Regions from separate parts of the Mus musculus genome. Here region 2 is linked to region 1. The links are chromatin contacts, called in public promoter capture Hi-C maps. All regions are on one chromosome and are shown on one strand. Each heading gives the region's core, a stretch centred on a gene start, on an enhancer-like site or on the middle of the called end of the contact. The rest is flanking DNA. Distances are from core to core; before and after follow the strand shown.

What was found. Promoter capture Hi-C pulls out the DNA fragments that hold promoters and counts their contacts.
Region 2: a contact with region 1 is called in a promoter capture Hi-C map of liver, with 3 times the contacts expected there. The contact joins the promoter of Tnk1 here to the promoter of Kcnab3 in region 1. A contact is called at or near these places in 6 of 39 promoter capture datasets (the HPC-7 cell line, cranial neural crest, liver and 2 more), 2 of 484 Hi-C or Micro-C datasets (Th1 cells and liver) and 1 of 9 other capture datasets (adipose tissue).

Annotation. Positions count from the first base shown.
Region 1 is chr11:69,324,934-69,328,140 of GRCm38.p6, forward strand. Kcnab3 (potassium voltage-gated channel, shaker-related subfamily, beta member 3) reads left to right here and starts at 1,325. Exons shown (of 14, transcript NM_010599.4): 1 at 1,325-1,990; 2 at 3,187-3,207. The coding sequence starts at 1,749. Trappc1 (trafficking protein particle complex 1) reads left to right here. Exons shown (of 5, transcript NM_001024206.2): 4 at 1-29; 5 at 506-860. The coding sequence ends at 634.
Region 2 is chr11:69,857,152-69,860,182 of GRCm38.p6, forward strand. It overlaps Tnk1 (tyrosine kinase, non-receptor, 1), which reads right to left and starts at 1,579. Exons shown (of 14, transcript NM_031880.3): 1 at 1,556-1,579; 2 at 1,254-1,358. It overlaps Gm32708 (a long non-coding RNA gene), which reads left to right and starts at 1,465. Exons shown (of 5, transcript XR_879975.3): 1 at 1,465-1,732; 2 at 2,765-2,875.

The DNA.
Region 1 (3,207 bases), core at 75-2,574:
GAGATGTTCTACACCATATCTACAGTGCGGTCAGTGTCAGTAGAGGAACCCTTTTCCTCCTAGAGCCCTAGGAGTCCCTCGGGTTTTCTGCCCTTATCCTTCTGTATCACATCCCTGTTGAACTCAGTTTTCTCCAGAGCCTTTAGCTCCTTAAACAGTAATAGCTTCTCTAAGGGAGAGCTTGTGCAGGTTTTTGGGTTTTTTTTTTATAAATGATGTATTTCTTATTTTAATTATATGTATTGTGTAGAGGGTATGTGTGCACATGAGCACAAGTGTCTGTGGAGGACAGATCCTCTGGAGAATTACAGGCAGTTGTGAGCTGACCAACATGGGTGCTAGGCTCTGACTAACCTCTGCAAAAGCAGTAGTATGCTTTCTTAATTCCTGAGCTCTCTCCACCCCAACCCCACCCGTGTATTCTTATATTCTCGAGATTACACCATGTTTGAGATTGAAAATGAAAAGTGTCTCACATCAGGCTCACACACCCTCCTTTTCGCAGCTGTATGTGGAGTTTGTTGTGAAGAATCCTCTGTGCCCGCTGGGACAAACTGTGCAAAGTGAGCTCTTTCGATCCCGGCTAGACTCCTATGTCCGATCTTTGCCCTTCTTCTCTGCCAGAGCTGGCTGAAACATCTACCTCACCCCTCAGAAGAACCTGTGACTGCCTGGGCCCATCTCACTTGTTACATTGAGAGCCCTTCCATCTACCTGTCTCCGAGAGCTTTCCCCCGAAGGCCTACCACCCACTGCCTTCAAGTCATAAGAATGAAGCTCACAGGAGTCTACGCCAGTTTTATCCCTGCTTGACTCTGTGAGAAACACAGAATAAACTGAATAAACTTTTTGTCACCCTCTGCTGCCTGAGTGTGAGTTCCTGTGGCCCCTCCCAGTGTGACTCACACAAAAATGAGAACTAGGGTAGCCACACATCCCTGAAGCCTATAAAGAGGTTTTCCCAGCAGATTTCTCTCGAGCTGGATACTTTGTTGTGTTTTAGAATTTTAGCAGCAACCTTTGCTACCACTTGATAGATGTAGTACACACATCCTGTCTTACCTTTAGCTGTGACAATGTCTCCAAATCTAGTTTTCTCGGGGAACAAAAAACGCCCTCTCGAGTGCACACCACTGACCGGAATGAAAGCGGACACGATTCAAGTACAGAAAGTGAGAACCCCGTTCCTAAAACGGGATGTTCTGGGCAAGGCACACTGATTATTTAAGTTCTGGAGCTTCTGCAGGCGGAGCTTATGCAGATGAGCAGCGTGTTCTACTCAGAGGCAGGCGGCTCCATGCAGATGAAGGGGCGTGGCCTGAATGTTAATGAGCTGGGCTTGCTGCCGACGCGGCTGGGAGCACAGCGGTCCCGCAGCGGTTCCAGCTGAAGTGGCACCCGTCTTTTGCTACCCCTTGTTCCTGGGTAGCTATCCTTGAAGACCGTCCTCGACTTTTCTTTATCCTTACCCGTTTATCCTCCCAATCCCTTCATCACAGCTCCCAGCACCCGAATACCCACCACTCCGGGCGACCCCACGGTTTTCCTTTCCCACCGCAAGACCCGCGACCTCCAACAGCCCGCCCCCGCGGGCCCGATCCCGTTTGGCGGCTCTAGCTGCAGCCTTCTCAGCCTTCCCGCTCTCCCTGCGATCGCGCTATTACCACCACACCGGTGTCTGCCCTCGGACTTCCCGGCTCCCTCCTCCCGCTCCCTCGGAGCCCCCTCCCCCGCCCTGGCCATCCGGCATGCAGGTGTCTATCGCGTGTACCGAGCAGAACCTTCGCAGCCGGAGCAGTGAGGACCGTCTCTGTGGACCCCGGCCCGGTCCTGGGGGCGGTAATGGAGGGCCAGTGGGCGGAGGGCATGGGAACCCTCCGGGGGGTGGAGGACCGAGCTCGAAGTCACGAGCTGCAGTGGTCCCTAGACCCCCAGCACCTGCTGGGGCCCTTCGAGAGAGCACCGGCCGAGGCACTGGCATGAAATACAGGTATGGGGTGGCCGGGCAGCCTATCCATATGCTCCTCTTTTGGGACCCCTGAGGCTTTCTGGGTTAGCCGCCTAAGACCCCTTCAAACTTAGCTTAAAGGTCTGGCTCACCCCCCCCTCTTCTCTCTCACACGCACTCACTCTCTTCCTCTGTTAGTTCCCCCAACTTTGAAATCAAGTTTACCAAGGTTGACAGAGTCCTGTCATACCTAAACGATGCCCCTGAGTTGTCCTCCTTACCCGTAAAAAAGCGGGGAACGCCTGGATCTCCAGGCTGCTCCCCCCACCCCCTCCAATGGAGTGTCCTTGGGTTGGCGTCCTGGGGAGAGGAGGGAGGGAAACAGCATCTCACTCTGGCCGGTTGGGGCGCCTGACCCAGATATTGCCCCCACCAGCCCCGAAGCCAGTCTCCCTCAACCTTTCCAGGGTAGGATCAGGGCCCTAGAGAGGGAAGGGACATTTGAAAGGATGGACCACATCTTTCGCCCTCATGCTGTAAGACAAGAGTTGGCGGGAAGGGTTGTGAAAATTTTACTTTTAACTCAGAGGACTACCGGCCAGAGACTCTCAGAAGGAGGGTGGGGAGCACTTTTGCTTGGGAATGAGCTGAGGTCATTAATGTGACCCACCTTTGTCCTCCGAAGTATCCAATCTTCTCCCTGTAGCAGCCCTGACTAGGAAGTAGGGCTGTTTAATCTGTGCCTTGGAAAAAGAAGGAGGGTCTCTAGTTCAATCTCAGAGGTCAATGAAGAGAGGAAGAGAGAGAGCTGGACTTTCCTGTCAAAGCCCCCCCCATCCCTGCTGCTGCCTTTACTGACCTCATCAACGTGCCTGAGTTGGTTTACATGTCACCACAATCAGCCACATTTTTCAAATCCCACTACTCCACGCATCACAGAGACGACTCAGACACAGGCAGGACCTCACCCAGGAAGAGGAAACCAGAAGGCAGAGATAATAGGAGGGAACGGAGGCACTGAACAGTGGCTCTAGGGTCAATCGCCTTTGTTCACTTGTTCTTTCAACAATATTCCTAGGGCCTCTGCTATGGGATAGCACTGTCCGCCCCATCAGCCCACTGGGTTTGGTTTCTTTGGACTGAGACCCTTGAGGGCTTGGAAGGACAGGAGCTGGGGACTGATAATCCAAGTCCCCAGTGGAGGCTTCATCCTTTCCTGCTGCTTCTGTATCCTGCAGGAACCTAGGGAAGTCTGGGCT
Region 2 (3,031 bases), core at 329-2,828, 530 kb after region 1:
AGAATCTCAACTGCCACCCTAACACAGCAGAAATGCCCAGGGATGCAAGATATCCAACCTTCCTAATGCTGTGACACTTTAATATAGTTCTTCATGTTGTGATGACCCTCAACCATAAAATTAGTTTCATTGCTACTTCATAGCTGCAATTCTGTTGGTTAAGAATCATAATGAGAGCCGGGCGTGGTGGTGCACGCCTTTAACTCGGGAGGCAGAGGCAGGTGGATTTCTGAGTTCGAGGCCAGCCTGGTCTACAAAGTGAGTTCCAGGACAGCCAGGGCTATCCAGAGAAACTCTGTCTCGAAAACAAACAAACAAACAAACAAACAAACAAAAAAACCAAAAAAGTTTTAAAAATCATAATGAAAATATTTTTGGAGACAGGGATTTGTCAGGAGAGTTGTGACCCAAAGGTTGAAAACCATTGCTTTGACCCTATGGCTTACTGCCCTTGAACTCCAGACCCTCAAATACTGTGCCCATTTAGTTCCCAGCACACATTGACTCGTATACAACTGAAACATATCCCCTCTTCATATATGAGACATTTTGCCTACCATATACAAACTAGAGATGCCCTGTTATGCTAACACACCATACCTCAGGAACATAGGTATACTAGGTGCAGTGCCTCCCACCCACTACCACCTCTCTCTCTCTCTCTCTCTCACACACACACACACACACACACTGAGACCTACAGATATACTACAAAACATGCCTAAGACAATCAGAACATGTCGCCTCAAGTCCAAGATATTCCCATACTCTGCCACAAAAAGCAGGCATACTGCAACACGCCCTCACACAGGTGTACTTGAGACACAACGCTTCTCTGCCTCCACAAGTCAAAGATACCTAGATATATCACCACCCATCTGAAACTCCAAGGATCACATAAACAAACACACATAATGAGGACACACTACCACGTCACCCCAGTAATGCCCATGGTCATGGCTTCTTAAACACCCGAGGCAGCAACACTGAAAATTAAACAGATATCAGGGCTGGGCTGTTAATCGAAGGCTAAGCCGAGAGCCAAACTTAAGATACTGTTCGCAAAGCCGCCTAGACTGCTAGGTGTGTGGTCCTTCCACACCCACTTGAGCTCAGTTCCAGGTACAGTGCCCAGGTGTTCTCCTGCGTCATTCAGCCTAAGTCAGCTACCAAACAGTCCCACCAGCCATTATTAAATAAGGCTCTAGGCCTCTGGGTCCGGGCTGCCTGCCCAAAGACTCTCTTTTACACACCTGTCTCTCTGTAGTTATACCACGAGGAAGTCCTAGATCGGAGGTCTGAGGTGGGAGGTGGAGGTGGGGAGCGTGGGGAGTTGGTCACCCCAGGCGGCCTGAGAACTGAGAGCAGAAGAAAGTTCAAATCCAAAAAGGCCCTGTGTTGCACCACAGATAGGAAGGGAGGAGCGGGGAGAAAGCAGCCAAGAAGAAATCCTGAGAGGGAAGGGAAGGATCCGGGAAAAGGGATCCAGCGACGCACCCCAAAGGGAGCCCGCTGGTCCCAGGCCCGGGCGCCCCTGCTAGGTGTGGACTCTCACCTGGCGAAGGCGGAAGAGGCAGCTACGGGGGCCGCCCAAGTGGCGGGCATTAAATCCTAAAAAGGGCGGGACCCCAGGCTGTGGAGGGCGGATCCTGGAAGCTGGCCCTGAACAATCGAGGACCAATTAATTCCCTGGTGACACTTTGTGGCGGAGCTCCTCCCACTTGTAGGACAGGTGAGCCTCTAGGCCGTGGTTAACCTTCCTTCCGCTTGCCTTGCCTTTCTTCACAGTCTTGGCAGTCTTCCTCACTCTCCCTAGATCTCTTCCTCCCGGCCCTGTCCCATATGCTGTTCTTCCCCAAATCCTTCACCGAAACAGTAGCATCTTGTAGTTCTCTGCCCAGGTATGGAACTGTAGGTTAATCAGGAAATAGTCACTGCCTTTAGGAGAAAGGCTCTAACAGGCATTTTGTGTCCCTGGAAGGGAATCGAAAAGGCACAGGATGCTTTAGGATGGAGCCAGGCGCTGTTACCGACATCAGTTTTGGTCCTAGACAGTCAAGAAGTGAGGCACTTCTATAACTCAGCCCCCCAACCCCAACCCGAGCCTATGTCTGTGTGCCTGCATGGACAGAGGCCAGGAGAGAGTGCTGGATCCCCTGAAACTGGAGTTAAAAGTGGGTGTGAGCCACCAGAGTAGGTGCTGGGAACTGAGTACTCTCTGAAGAGCAGCAAGTATCCCTAAGTGCTGAGCCATCTCTCCAGTCCCAAACCCACTTCTTTGAGATTTTGCAGCCCATGCTTGTACTTGCAGATATCTGCCTGTTTTTGCCTCCCTAGTACTGGGTTGAAAGTTGTAAGCCCTGTTGGAGAGTTGGTTAAGAGCACTCTTCCAGAGGTCCAGAGTTCAATTTTCAGCAACCACATGGTGGCTCACAACCATCTGTAATGAGATCTGATGCCCTCTTCTGGTGTGCACTCATAAATAAATAAATAAATAAATAAGTAAATAAATAAATAGTGTGAAAAAATGCTTGATGAATTTTGGGGGCTGGTGAGAAGGCTCAGCGGTTAAGAGCACTCCAAAGGTCCTGAGTTCAAATTCCAGCCACCACATGGTGGCTCACAACCATCTGTACAGCTACAGTGTACTCATATACATAAAATGAATAAATAAATATTGGAAAAAAAGAAAAGTGGATCTCTGGGATCCTGGAGAGTGCTTCAAGGAGAGTCATTCTTTCTCCCTTTTATTCTGAGGTCCCAGAGAGGAAGCTTCAAGGCTTCGGTCCAAGGAAGAATGCATGCATGAACACGGCAGCCGCCATTCCTTCACCTCTGTTTATCGAGCAACATGTGGATGTTCCAGCATTCCTGGGTAAATCACACTGCAATTCTACACATATGATTTCCTACCCCTTCTCTGATCCACCAAGTAGACACGCTATTAATTGTTCCCCCTACGTCTGTCATTCTTATTACACTGTGGGCTCTGCAGGGTAGGAAACCGGCCTGTCTCCTCCTGTTGGTGTTT